Regions from separate parts of the Mus musculus genome. Here region 2 is linked to region 1. Evidence: chromatin contacts called from public Micro-C data. All regions are on one chromosome and are shown on one strand. Each heading gives the region's core, a stretch centred on a gene start, on an enhancer-like site or on the middle of the called end of the contact. The rest is flanking DNA. Distances are from core to core; before and after follow the strand shown. Region 1 holds the start of Tmem132b (transmembrane protein 132B). Region 2 holds the start of Fzd10os (frizzled class receptor 10, opposite strand).

The links. A called contact is a pair of places that touch in the nucleus more often than the background predicts.
Region 2: a Micro-C map of embryonic stem cells shows a contact between it and region 1, with 6 times the contacts expected there. The contact joins the promoter of Fzd10os here to the promoter of Tmem132b in region 1. A contact is called at or near these places in 1 of 39 promoter capture datasets (embryonic stem cells) and 2 of 484 Hi-C or Micro-C datasets (both in embryonic stem cells).

The regions. Positions count from the first base shown.
Region 1 is chr5:125,527,724-125,534,852 of GRCm38.p6, reverse strand. Tmem132b (transmembrane protein 132B) reads right to left here and starts at 2,435. Exons shown (of 9, transcript NM_001190352.1): 1 at 2,163-2,435. The coding sequence starts at 2,223.
Region 2 is chr5:128,596,736-128,603,864 of GRCm38.p6, reverse strand. It overlaps Fzd10os (frizzled class receptor 10, opposite strand), which reads left to right and starts at 3,178. Exons shown (of 6, transcript NR_015517.2): 1 at 3,178-3,328. It overlaps Fzd10 (frizzled class receptor 10), which reads right to left and starts at 2,759. Exons shown (of 1, transcript NM_175284.3): 1 at 1-2,759. The coding sequence starts at 2,647. The coding sequence ends at 899.

The DNA of each region.
Region 1 (7,129 bases), core at 1,186-3,685:
CAGTGGTCTGTCTCTGCATCACTAACTTCCAAAGCCACAGCATGAACAAACACGGTTTGAATGATGGGGCCCCCTAGTCGCTAAGCCGGAGGATTGGTGCTGACTCCAACCAAGTGCAATTCCGTATGCTTCAGCCCTCACGAAGCTCCAAGAAGTCCGCCCACCGCTCTCCTTCCCGGGGTAGCTGCCCACGCAGGAAGAGGGCACAGGCAACAGAACGTGTGCTATAGGAGCGCCTCCGTACAGCTGAACTCTTCAAGCCCCACTTCCAGGGTCTCAGCCACTCAATCTAAGGTTGGTCCAGAAACGATCTAGAAAATGCAGCCAGTTCTAGATGAAGCTGGTTAACTCCCAACCAACCAACCAACCAAGTGTAGGCAGCTCTTTCAGAAACATCACCCTTGTTTTGGAGCTAAATATAGGCTTAGCAAACTGTGTTTCTCTTTATGTCCCTGGTGGGAACCGATGGAAGGCATGGGCAACCGAGGACCCAAAGTATGGCAAGCTATGCAGCCGAGAGCTGCACTGACACCTCCTAGGAGGGCCGGGAATGAGTTCCCAGGGGTGGCACATCCTCTCTTCTACCACAAGCCTCCCAGAGCCATCCACGCACAGGCTCTTCTGTAGCTGGGTGGGGCTGGACAGGGTGAGGGGACTCGTTCTGGCACAAGGCAAGAAACAGGCAGCTTCCTCCTTCAAGGTTGCCCAGGATGGCTTTTTGAACACAGCCAGGCGAACGCTGACCCCCGTGGAGAGAGAAAATAGCCACAACACTGTAATTTGCAAGTCCGAGGGACTGTGCACTTTGGCAACCGCGTCTCAGAGCTTCCGCTCTGAGGAAATGGCCTGGACCCCCGTCAGTGCCCCTCTCCAACCCACAGGGGAGTTCCAAGAGCAAGCAGCTCGAGGTTGCTCATTAACGGCGCCAAGGAAGAGCCCTCCACTTGAGGACCAGAGCCATCCTCCAGTGGTGCAAACAAAGCCCAAGGCTGGCCACCATCTCTCCAAGGGGAAAGTCTTAGTAAATATTTGGGGTCACTTGAGGTCATCTAGAAGGAAGGCAATATTTACTTTTGCCTATGCACAGTCATCCTTCCAAACAAGTTGGCATCCAGGTTTACTCCTAAGTGCGACCTCACCCAGGCAGTCGGAGCCGCAAAGTTGAGGGTGCATTTTTCCTTCCGCGTTCTGGGTATCTGTACGGTCGGTTTTTGTTTTAAGGAATGGGAAGCGAAGCTCTCAGTCTAAAGCTACCTGCTCCCAAAACGTGGGCTTTAAAGGTCTGGAGAACACAGCCCTCATACGCACATGAACAGGGCTCGTGACTGTCGCTTCTTCCCAGCCTTTGGGATTGTCTCTACTTGCCTGGGGTGGGGGAGGGGGGTACTGTCATTTTAGGATAAGCTTCCTCTACAACCAACACGTAGCAACACCGAGGTGGCTGAACCTAGCCAACTCCATCCCAGGCTGCAAACAGCATATAACTGGCTATTCTGACTTCCCCCATTCGCGGGGTTTAGGCGACAGCTGCGCAGGTGCCAGTCTGGAGCCAGACTCCCGGATCCCGGGGCGAGGGCTCTGAACACCTTCACGTTAGACATCACTAGGTGCCTGAGCGGACCACGCTCCCGGGTCCTGCTAGACCACGTATGGGTCAGGGTGCTGGGACGACCCGCGCTTCCAGAGGGTGAGCGGCAGGGTCACCTGGCTGCCTGCGGAAGCTACTTTGGGAGACAGCGGGAGCCACTTGGGGGAGCGGGTAGCTTTGGGAGGCTGGAAACAGAGGGGCAACCAGGCGCGGGAAGGACTGCAGCCAAGCCAGACATGGCCAGCCCAGACGACCTCCAGGCCCCGCAGGTGTCCAGACAACAGGACAGCAATCCACGGACGCTGGGCCACTACATCTCCAGCAGACCCCGGGGCCCGGGTGCCAGGCAGCGTAAGGAGGGGTATTTCAGGGAGCCCTGCCTGTGGCTCCCGGAGCCCCAAAAGGATCCAAAGGGCAGCTGGGACTGGAGAGGAGGCAAAGGGGACGCGCGCGGGGTTTGGGCCGCCCGGGGCTCCCCAGACCCGCCAAGAGCAGGAGGCGGCGGCCGCCCGGGACTTGGGACCCAGGCAGCAACTTTGCGCGCGGGGTCGGGGAGGGGACGCGGCCGCGTTACCTGCGCAGCGGAGCGCGCTCAGCGCCAGCAGCAGCCCGAGCGACGCGGCCGGGGCCCGCATGGTCCTCCCGGGAGCCGGCGCCGGGCTCCGCTCGCTCCTGCGCCGCCGCCTCCCGCACCTCTCAGCTCCGCGCTCGGCCGCCGGCTGCAGACGGCGCCCGGGCTCAGCGCGCGCCCGCCCTGCACTTGGCCGGAGTTGCGCGGCCCCCGCCGGCGCCGCGGCTCCTGCGCCCCAGCGCGCGTCCCATCCCGCCGCCGCCTCGGCCAGCGCCAGCTGCCGGCCGCCCCTCCAGCCAGCGCGAGAGTGAGCGAGCCGAGCAGGGAGGAGGGGAGGGAGGAGGGAGGAGGAGGGGAGCAGCCAGGAGGGAGGAGGAGGGAGGAGGACAGGAAAGGAGGAGGAGGAGGGAGAAGGGGAAGGGAGGAGGAAGGAGGAGGGAGAGGAGGAGGAGGAATGGGGCTAGAAGAAGAGGGAGGAGGATGGAGTTAGGGAAGGAAGGAGATGAAAGGAGGAAAGGAAGGGGAGAAGAAGAGGAATAGGGAAGAGAGGAAGAGAGAGGAGGAACATACCCAGAGATGTTAAAGAATAGAAAAAGAGGAGGCAGGGAGGTGTCCTCCCCCCCCCCCAGTCCCCTCCCCTCCTCCGGGCCAAGACACCAGGCGGCCACCCAGCGGTTAAGCGTCAGGATGTGTCACTCACTCCCAGGGGAGAGCACAGGGCCGCCAAGGCCTGTGGAGACCCGAATAGGTAGTCGGGCAGGGACAGAGAGAGCGTTTAGAGTGCGGAGCGGGTTCCCAGGGAGTGTTGGGAGGGAGCGCAACGCTGGGCGTCCCCGGGGTTGAGAAGGCAAGCAAGCTACCGGAGAGGCCCGCAGAGGAGGCATCTGTGAGGGATAGATTGCTGCGCGCAGACTAGGGCACGTGATAGATGTGGTGTGGCCTGAGAGCCCGCAAGAGTATCTACCAGCCTCAGGCAGATCAGAGCGCTCTTTCTGTGCTAAGGAGTGGGGAGAGGAGGCACGGCTCCGCCACCAAGGCAGGTCGTCCGATATGTCCACGAAGTGGGCCAGGCTTCAGCCCGGCGTGGGAAGAGAGTCCCAGCTTACAGGGACCAAGAAACTACAGTCCCTTTGAATGCACAGCCTAGTCCAGGCGACAGGTTGAAACAGGGAAGCTCCGAGGTGCTTCTCTGAGAGGCCCTGGAAGTTCCCTTCACCAGGCTGCAAAGCCAGACAGAGGCTGTGGTGTCTAAACACCTGAATTAGAGTCTGGGTTCTGCTCAACCTGCCACCAGTTTCTGGTGTCCTGGCTTGGCGTAGAAAAATGGGTCAGAAGCCGGGAGTGGTGGCGCACGCCTTTAATCCGAGCCCTCGGGAGGCAGAGGCAGGCGGATTTCTGAGTTCGTGGCCAGCCTGCTCTACAAAGTGAGTTCCAGGACAGCCAGGGCTATACAGAGAAACCTTGTCTCGAAAAACCAAAAAAAAAAAAAAAAAAAAAAAAAGAAAAAGAAAAAGAAAAAGAAAAAGAAAGAGAGAGAGAGAAAGAAAGAAAGAAAGAAAGAAAGAAAGAAAGAAAGAAAGAAAGAAAGAAAGAAAGAAAGAAAGAAAGAAAAAAAGAAAGATGGGTCAGACCTCAAATCAGTCAACAGGGATGATGCAGACTGTGGCCCAGCATCCTTAGTTGAGAACCCAGGGCAGGCAAAACTCATAATCCTCCAAAGAGCCTCAATTTCCCAACCTGAGACATAAAGTCAGGGCAGCCTCTAGCTGGTATTCCCAGGAATGCACACAGGAAACCCCTGACCCGATCCGCCAAGGGTAACACCCTCATGCTCGCTGCAGCCGTTATCACCGTGTCTGATTTGCCTCCATGGGCGAGTATCAGCACACTCCGGCCTTCCCAGCTGGTGAGGGGGCTGGTGGACCTACTTCATTAGTAGGGACTCATTAGTCCAGGCAGCTCCAGGCTCTTCCACAATTTTTTAAAAAAGAAGAAAAGAATAAGGAGCAGGAGCAGGTTAGTTACCAAGAACAAATTCTGCTCTGCCTGCAGCCCTCCTTCATAAGGAATCCTGTCTTTGCCATGCTCCTGGCAAAGGCATCAATAGGTGGACAGTGGGTTCTGGGTTTCTTTCTTTCTTTCTTTCTTTCTTTCTTTTTTTTTTTTTTTTTTTTTTTTTTTTTGGTTTTTCGAGACAGGGTTTCTCTGTATAGCTGCCTCTGCCTCCTGAGTGCTGGGATTAAAGGCGTGCGCCACCACCACCCCGCTTGGGTTCTGGGTTTCTTCTTGAGTTCAGAGGTTCTGTGTGTCCCCTCTCCCTGGTGACTATGGCTGTAGGGGATGCTACCCAACCTCAGGTACTTCTGGGTGCCACTCCAGTCACCTTTTCCACCTCTCCTTCATTTACTAGCGAATATCACTGAGCTGTGCACCTACTGTGCTCGAGGCCTGGGCTGGATGGTGAGGACTCAAGAAGTAAACACAGCAGGAACCGCCACTCTTGAGGAACTGGGATTGAACAGCAGCCCCGTGATGGAGATAGCGCAGGCTGCAGCCATAGCCAGAGGGAGGCCAGGGTGTATTGGACCAGGTCATCAAGAGCTAGGATCTGTGACCAGAGGGATTCTATGGCTTCCTTGGTAGGGGCATAGTACATGGAAGGCAGGCCACAAGCCAAGATCCATAAATCCCCGGGGGTGATGGAAGGCATCGGTTACCTTACCCCCACCTCACACACACTCCCGTTCAGTTCAGAGGTACCTCATCACATCTCAGAGAACCTCTAGAGCTGGGCCGGAGTGCGCTCCCCAGCTGACCCTTGCTGGTGATGATGTAATACCACAGAGGAAGGAGGGGTCTGTTTTGTGGAATGGCTGACAGGGAGAAGGCAGGTTAGTTGCTGTGCGACTTTGTAGAAACCCCTAACGCTTTCTGAGCGTCCCTGCTTTGGCCTGTACCTTCACTGGGCGAGGATTTCTGCGTGTTAACCAAGCCGGTGTTTCTGATAGTATTTATGGAAATTCTAAGCAGAGGGGTCTGGAGGGCCCAGAAGAGCTGAGGAGCTGAGGGTATAACCAGGAGACCCTGTAGCTCCCTCAGCAAGTGTATCTTCTCATCCCTGCTCAACTTCAAATCCCCATGTTTCACCTGGCCTGGGGAGTACCAAGCAGGACTCCCAAGGTTCTATACATACACAAAGAAGCTGAGGTTGGAAATGACTCTCGCCCTGGTTCTGTAGTGTGGTAAGGGAAATCTAACCTGACCTTGAGGTGTAGAGCTCTGACCACCCCGAAGTAGCAGGTGGCTGTTCCCTTGGGACCCTCCCAAGCCTGGCCTCTAAAACCCTGCCCAGGTGCCTCTGGGCTTTGGACAAAGAGCAACATTACCATCTTGTGGCCAAAGCGGGTAGTGCATCCCTAGGTGGTGCAGGTTCCTCGCCCGGGGAATCAGGAAAGCTTGGGGCTGAGGCTCTCCATCCCCAATAGCTGGGCTAGACCAGGCACCAGGCTTGACACAAGGAACCCCAAGTGCAAATCCTGGGAGAAAGGAAGGGAGAATGGAAGGAAGAAAGAAGAAAGAAGGAAATGAAACTCAGGGTTGAAGAGCAGGTTAACAAGATGCCAGAAGTCCCCCATAAGCCTGTGACTTGAGACCAGATGGGAGGAAAAGCAAGAGATCTCAGCAGGAAACGACACTCACCCCACACACCTGACTTCAGTCCCCGGAATCCACAACGGAAGGAGAGAGTTGACTGCCACACGTGTGCTGCGTTACATATAAAGCATCACCATTCCCACTTCATAGTCATGCACAACAATCGCTTTTTTTAAACCGAAATGGTCTCACTATGTAGTCCTTCTGGCCACTTGCTGACTGAGGGGGTGATGGGAGGGGCTCCCGTAACCACTTATGCCAGTGCCCACCAGCAGTTCTTTGCTTTTCTACCGGTGGAAGAAAGCAAAACGCTTTTCCAGAAAGTTTTAGCCACCGTGTCGTCGGGCTGATCCTGCACAGACCATTCTCTGAGAGGATACACTGTGGTGCTTAAACTCTGCTGCTCCTTCAGGCATTCTTGACTTGCAGCCAGAAACAGCCTGGATGATAGATGCCGGTTTTGGGAGAGCCCTGAATGGACAGTCAGTCAGTCGTGCATATTTAGCTCTCAACAGAACAACTTGAATAATGTATGTCAAAAAGTAGAAGAAAACACACACATACATACATACAAAATGTTTCTTCTCCTATGCTGGCTTTTTGAGGGGTAAGTAGTTCTCCAAATCCCGTGTTCCTGACACAGACTCAAGACATAGGTACTGAGAAAACAAAACCTAGATGACACTTGGAGTGTCTTTGGGTGCATTCCATACCCCTCTCCCCACACTCTCTCCCCACCCCTGTGATGGTTTGTATATGCTCAGGCCAGGGAGTGGCATCATTAGGAGGTGTGGCCTTGTTGGAGTAGGTGTGTCACTGTGGGTATGGGCTTTAAGACCCTCATCCTAGCAGCCTGGAAGTCAGTATTCTGTTTGCAGCCTTCAGATGAAGATGTAGAACTCTCAGCACCGCCTGCACCATGCCTGCCTGGATGCTGCCATGCTCCTGCCTTGGTGATAATGGACTGAACCTCTGAACCTGTAAGCCAGCCCCAATTAAATGTTGTCCTTATAAGAGTTGCCTTTGTCATGGTGTCTGTTCACAGCAGTAAAACCCTAATAACTCAGTGAGAGTGTCATGTGACAGCATTGTCACGAGACTGCATTGCTTCAAGCATTCTATATTGAAAGCATCTCTCATGCTGCCTAACAATGTTTCTCTGTGTGACAGTTTGAAAGATGCACTTGGCCCTGCCCTTAGGATAGTCCTTGTTTAGTTCCATCAGTTTCCCTGAGGAAAAACCAAAGGGCCCCCTGTGTTTCACTGGGGGGGGACGACAAAGGTTTGAGGCTGGAGTGTGGCTCAGAAGTGGAACA
Region 2 (7,129 bases), core at 1,929-4,428, 3.1 Mb before region 1:
GTCCCAGTGTGTAGAACACACTGGCTTGGTTTCCATTAAAAAGCCACAAAATGTATCAGGCTGAAGGCGCCCCCCCAACCCCCAACCCTGAGGCTTGAGCCTCTAAATTCTTTTGTTAGATGATTTCTTTTCTTGCCTTTTATTTACAACAAAATACTTTTTCTCTCTCTCATTTGTTTTGCTAGGGAGAGGGGGAAAATGTAAAAAAAAAAAAAAAAAAGTATTGCACACCATTTGAATTCTCCAGTGTTAGATCTGCAGTGGGGTGAGAGGGTAGCGTGGGCTCTGTGTTGGGAGAAACATGGCTATGAAGGCTGGGGAAGTGACTCTCTTTTAAGGGATCTGCAGGCAGACCTTGGGCTGGGGGGGGTGTCACCTCTTTTATCCCCTCTCCTCCTCACCTTCCCTCCCACCCATACAGCAGCCTAGCTGGGGGAGTGAGGGAGGGAGAGCAGGCCCTTGGGTGGCTCACTGGCTGCCCCCCCCCCCCCCCAGGAAAGCTCTTTAGCTTACAAAGGAGCTCTCCAGCCTCAAGTTTATGCACAGGCAGCAAAGCCTTCTGAATACACAGCTGTGTGCTTGAGGCCTAAACAAAAGTTTTCTGGAGGGCGGTTGAATCAACTACTTTACCACAAATTAGTTACACAAGAGGCTCCCTCCTTAATGAGCGACCCTTCAGGGAGGCAACAAACTGAACAGAACCCTTTACATTCAGCTGTTCTGAACCTCAAGGTAGACTTCATGTATGTGTAAATATATGCATATATATGCACATGCATACACATACATGTATATATATATACATATTCTTTTTACTTTGATTTACCAACAACCAGCCAACCAAGAAAAGCTGCCCATTTGGGCTCCGAATGTCCTGTTCTTGCAGCCAGCTCTGCCTTCACACGCAGGCTGAAGGCTGGGCGGGCAGTTCATACTTCCCAAGGTGAGGTTTTTGGGGGTGCTGGGCTTTTTTGTAGATCCCTGCACTGGTGACCACACTGGCTGGTTTCCTCCGGCTTTTTCTCTTTAGCCCCCGGCTGCATACGTGTTGCCAGGACTGCAGGGTCTTGGAAGTCCAGACCCACACCCCACTGGTGATGCCCACCACCAGCAGCATGGACACTTTGACCATGAAGACCTCCACGGCAGGGATGGAGGTGGTCATCAGGCAGTCAGGTGTCTTGGTCTGATTGTTCATCTTACACTTGTGCTGGGTGGCCAGCATCTTCCAGTAGTCCATGTTGAGGCGTTCATAAAAATAGCAGGCAATCACACAGGTGGCCGGCACAGTGTAGAGGAGGGAGAAGACCCCTATGCGTACCATGAGCTTCTCCAGCTTGTCCGTGTTCTCCCCACCCGTTTTCATCACCCTCCGGATGTGGAATAAAGCCACAAAGCCGGACAGGATGAAGGAAGTGCCGATGACTAGGTAGCAAGCCAGCGGGACCAGCACGAAGCCGGTCAGAGCATTGACATCCATGCTGCCCACATAACACACACCAGTGAGCTCATCCCCTGCCACCCTGCGCATCACCAAGATCAAGATAGTCTTCACAGCCGGGATGGCCCAAGCTGCCAGGTGAAAGTAGCTGCTGTTGGCTTCAATGGCCTCATGGCCCCACTTCTTTCCAGCAGCCAGGAACCAAGTGAGGGTGAGGACCACCCACCATAAAGAGCTGGCCATGCCGAAGTAGTAAAGTACCAAGAAGACTAAGGTACAGCCCGTGCTCTCCAGTCCTTCCTGGATAACATACAGCTGCCCACTGTCCCGGTCACAAGCGATGCTCTCCGCGCCCGCGAAGAGGCGGATGATATAGCCCACCGAATAAACGCAGTAGCACATGGAGAGGAAGATGATAGGACGTTCGGGGTACCTGAAGCGCGATGGGTCGATGAGGAAGGTGAGCACGGTGAAGGCGCTGGAGAAGAAGCACAGCACGGACCAGATGGCCAGCCAGACCACAGCGAAGCGCTTGTCGTCGCGGCTCCAATACACATCCACCCCCGGAGTGCAAAGCGGTGCGCAAGATTCGCTCTTCTCCACATGGTGGAACTTGCCTGGGTTGTCACAACCTGCGCGCCCCGGACCCCCGTCCTTTAGTGGGTGCTCCTGCGCGCTGTGGGGCCTCTGGGGCCTGAAGAGCGGAGGAAACATGCCAGAGCCCCGGCTGGGCTCATCCGAGCCGTTGTTGGGTGCCTCCATGCACAGGTAGTTGGGGTCGTTCTTGTTGGGGAGCTTGCTGCAATCCAGGGAGTCCGGCCACCTGAATTTGAACTGCTCCATGATCGGCGAGCACTTGAGCCGGGCCTGCTCGCACATGACCCGGCAAGCAGGGATGGGTGTGGAGACCTGCTCGGTGCACATGGGCGCGTACAGCGAACACAGGAAGAAGCGAAGGTGGCTGTGGCAGCCGTACTCCACGAGCGGCGCGAACTCGTGCAGTTGGATGGCCGCCTCGCGCTGGTTCTCGTGACCCATCAGGTTGGGCATGCGGGTGGTGTTGTAGCCGATGTCCTTGCACATGGGAATCTCCACCGGCTGGCACTTGCCGTCTCCAGGGCGCTCTAAGTCCATGGAGCTGATGGCCGTGCACGAGCCTATCATCACCTGCAGCACCAGCCACAGGCGCGGGCCCGGGTGTTGCATGGTGGCGCCCTCAATGTCCCAGCGCCGCTCAGGGCCGCCGCTCCCGGGCACGGGCTGTTGCTGCTGCCCGCGGCTCCGCGCCCCGGCTCGGGCCCCCGCGCATGCCCATCCAGTCTGGCCGGAGCGCTCGCGGCGCCCGGGGCCACCGCGGTGGGCGCGCGGCCTCAGCGGAGTCGGGGGGCGGCGGGGGAGGGGAGCGAAGTTTGCAAACAATACGGCGGAGCGAGCGCCGCTCAGCGCGCAAACTTTGGCCTCTTCTTCCGGGCGCGGGCGATCGCGGACCGCGGTGGGGCAGCGCGGGCACACCGTGGCCCTGGGCCCTGGAGCTCCTCCCTCCCGGCGCCCGCAGCTGCTTCCAGCACGGCGTCCCGGGATGAGAAGACTTGCAAAGAGGCAAAGAGTAGCAAAGAGGGAAAAAAAAAAAAAAAAAAAGCAAAGCCGATTGGTGACAGGCCCCGCCTCCGCCCGCCGCCCCGCCCCGCTGCTGCTTTGCATCAGAAAGCCTTGCGCCCCGGGCAGCCTCCGCCCTCAGCCCCAGCTTGGGGCTGGACCCCAGCCTCCAGCCTCACCTCCTGCCGGCCTCTCTGCTTGCCCTCCCCGCCCCAGAGGGGGGGTGGGAGGCCTTGAGATTGTCCCCGGTACCCCAAGGACGCCGAGGTTACGGGAAGTTTGGGGACTCGGGTAAGGGTGGTCCTCACCCGGGGTTGGGGGCTGGGGACGCATCTTCTACTTTTACGACCGGGCCCTGGCGGAGGGCACTTTCAAAGAGACACGGGATTTGCGTTTTATGACCGTGCTCATAAAAAAGTGGCCCCTCGGCTTGTAAAGCTGCCCGCATCTTCCCGAAGCCGGGGGTTTGCTGCCCGGGGCGCGGAGCTCGGACTCCGGGGAGGGGCTGCCTTTGAAATTTCAAAAGGGCCGAGTGCAGGGGAGGGGGAGGGGACTTGGGAAGCCGGAGTTTAGGGCCTCTTCTGCAAGGTCTACTCAAAGAAAGAAGGGAGGGGGCGGGGAGGAGACTTTCCGGGCCGCTGACACCCCGCACCCCGAGAAGAGGGGCTTGGCTTGAATCGTGGTGACCCTTGCCCCGCCAAGGCCACCGTGTTGGGGACCATCGCGCCAAGCCGGCTGGTGGTTTCTCCAAGCGGCTGAGTTTATTTATTATAGGAAGTTGTGTATTTATATTATTTGGCGAAAGATGTGCTCGGCCTGCGTCCTCCTGGGAGGCGGAGGCTGAGCCCCGGCCTACACGCGCACGGCTGGTTCCCACGCAGAGTGGTGGGGCCTCTCCGTGCCTTGCTATGCTGGCTCCTGCCCCTTGGTTGGTTTTGGGCTAATCTGTGATAAGGACACAGAGCTTCAACCTCCTTCCCCCGCACAGGGAGTGAGTGCACCATGGGAGCCCACCGCAGTCCTTAGATGTCCGAGAGATCTGGGGTGCGGCACCTGTCGCGGACTCTTGGCTTTGGATAAACAGCCCTCAGGGCGGTGGCCCACTCTCTCCTTAGACCCCACCCCACCCCCATTCAGGTCTGCGTTTTAAGTGTCTGGGAAACTACCAGGACCTCCAGTGCGGACTCCCCCAACTGCATAGGTGCAGCTAAGTCCCCTGCTCATCTTTCGGCCAGTCAGTCTTGCGCACCCCAGGGCCGAGTTGGGTGCACAGATGCCTGGAAGCCTTCAGTGGCTCCAGCCAAGCCAGGAACGAGGCTACCCAGGACCCCTCCTCCCCGCCCTGCCTTGCGCTTCCTGCAGAGGATCGACTTCTAATTAAAACAAGGCTTCAGCGTCCCATCTGCAGGGAGTTCTTCCTCTTTACCCCCCTTTCATTTGTCAGACATAGCGGACAGACCTGAGGCTGGGACACTCCCAGGACCTGCTGAGTCCTGGGGGTGGGGGGCGGAGGGGTGTGCACAGGCTCATGCCTCACCTTTAGATCCCCTGGTCCCCTCTGCCTTTCACGGGAGGAAGTTGGATCCGTGGAAACAGCGGTCCGGAAGACTGAGGTTAACACAGTCAGAATCACCACCCACCACCGTGTTAGTGACCCAAGAAAAACCTGCGGTGTGGTGAACGCTTGCGGCTTGGATAAGGATGGTTTACTTAGATATTTATAGTTTAGTACGCTGTTTCCAAAACCTTTTAAGTCAGGTAAGATTCTTGGGCTATCGCTTAGCTTTAAGACAGACTAGTTTGCAAGGGGTCCTTCCTGACACTTTTGCCTTCCGTTTTCTCTCTCTCTCTCTTCTAATTCCACACTCCCCCCCCCGCCCCTTGGGGCGTGGGGGGCGTGGAAGTAGCCTGGGTGAGCTCAGCTCCGGAGCAGGGTGTGAGCTATTTGAGACTGCCCCACGTAATTGGTCTTTTATGCTCTGGTTACTTCTACAGTGTTCCGACCTTTTATTTTAGCTATGATCACTTCACGTTCCTTTCTTCTCTCCCCCAACCCCCGGGACTCCCTTAAAATATATTAAGAGAAGAAAAAGCTAACAGAATTTCTTCCATCTGCCCAACCTAGTATAGAAAAAGAAAGGAAAGCAACAAATAGACATTAGTATCTAAAAATAAGGGCCCCGAGATAGCGAGAGTGGAAGGCAACGCTAATAAATGAAAGGACCCCTTTGATGGCTCCAGCTGAAAAGATATTTTATTTTTCTCTCTCCTGTGTGTGGGATTTGAGACGAGTGACTCCAGAGCAGCCGGGTCCCCTGCTGCTCAGCCCTGGCTCGGAAACCGGCCCCCCTCTGGCAAGCGTTATGGAGAGCTGGGAGGAATTTTATGGCTGTCTCTCTCCCCTCGGCTCTTTTTTTTCTTTTGTCTTCTTTGAAGAACGACTTTAGACATTTTATTTACATATTTAACCAGGGATAAAAGAGGGAAGAGAAAGCTTTGGGGTGGGGTGGGGGGGACTGGCCTGGGAATAGAGCTATGTTTAAATTAATGGAAATCTTATTAGGTTTCTCAAAATTTGAGCAAGGGTTTCTAATGAAACTTGATAATTAAACATGATTTTAAATAGCATCCTAGAGCAAAGGGTACTTTGGACCCCAAATCTCCTAATATATCTATCTACGTGAGATTTCAAAATACTGTCTGTAGATATTAGCGTAGAGTTCTTGCAAATGTCTACCAAGGAGAGTGCAAGGTATTCTGGAAGGAATACTCTTTAAGAGTCAGATGGTGTCTTGAGTTAAATAATTTTGGAGGTGGTGGGGAGTTGAAAGGAAGGCCCTGTTTAATTGGTAAAGTCAGAAGTTAAAAAAAAAAAGAAAAGATTCTCTGCCATGGGTCTCAGTGGTAATCAAAGCTGCATCCTTCCTCAGTATGGGTGAAGGAACCATAAAGTCTTGAGAGGGGTTTCTGAAATAGGATTAGAGAGAACCCAAATAATCTCTTTAAGATAAAAAAAAAAGTACTTCGTCTCCTACAATAAAGAAAAATTAAGCCAGAAGCTTAGCCTGTTACAAGCTAATTGCAAGAGTAAACATGTGGGGTATGGGCAGAGATTATAGAAAGACATGAACATCCTGTCTCCCAGCCTGAAGATGAACCAGGGAGCTGGCTCCTTAACGTTTGTCTTGGTAGCTTCAAGGCCATTTCTAGAACTTTCCTATTTGCGGATCCAGTTGGAAAGCTCTTAAGATCTCTGTTTGCATTTTCCAAACTGTTCCTTACAGTAAGGAAAGTGGTCTGCTTACTGGTAATGGTCTCTTTAAAAGGCACACATTGAGAATTCAGTTTTCCAACCCACTAGGCTTGGTTCCACGACTGCCTCACAATCCCCCCCCCCCTTTCGGAGGAGATATATTAAAGTCATCCAAAGTGATGTTTAGTTAACACACACAAACATATGCTCCAAGCATAAAACACACACACCTCATACCACAAAGCAGTGTAGGTTGCCCCAAACTTAAGAACAAGTTTTAATTACACTTCAGCACATGTAAGATACGGGGTGGTTGGGGGTGGTGAGGCGCAGAGAGAAAAGGCCCTTGGCCCTCTGCGTTATAAAATGCATGAAGGAGTGTCCGGGCCGCGGCAGAACAATTTAGGCCGCTATTTTAAGGCCACTTCCCTTGAAATGTGGATTGAAATATTACCAGAGGTTCGCGGGGCGCTTTCGTGTGAATTGCAAATCAAGCATCGCTTTAATCCTCTTTCAAGGCCGGGCCTTGGATCGCTGGCGTCGCGCGGCTCCCCACTGCTTCTGGCGCAGAAGGGACCATTCAAGGGGGCAGCTCCCCTCCTCTGTTCCCACACTCCAAAAAACAACACCGCAGACAGACACCCTCCAACTAAATTAGATTAAACTCCTACTCTTCCACAGCGCATTAGCCTTTTTACAGCCCAGGCTTCTGCTGATCGCTCCTCCCTGTTTAAAGACACAGCACAGCTTTTTCCGTCTCTGCTACCTCCACACAAATGTGTCGGGGTGGGGATGGGGAGGGCAGTGGGGAATAATCTTTAAAAAGGTGTAAAGTGCAC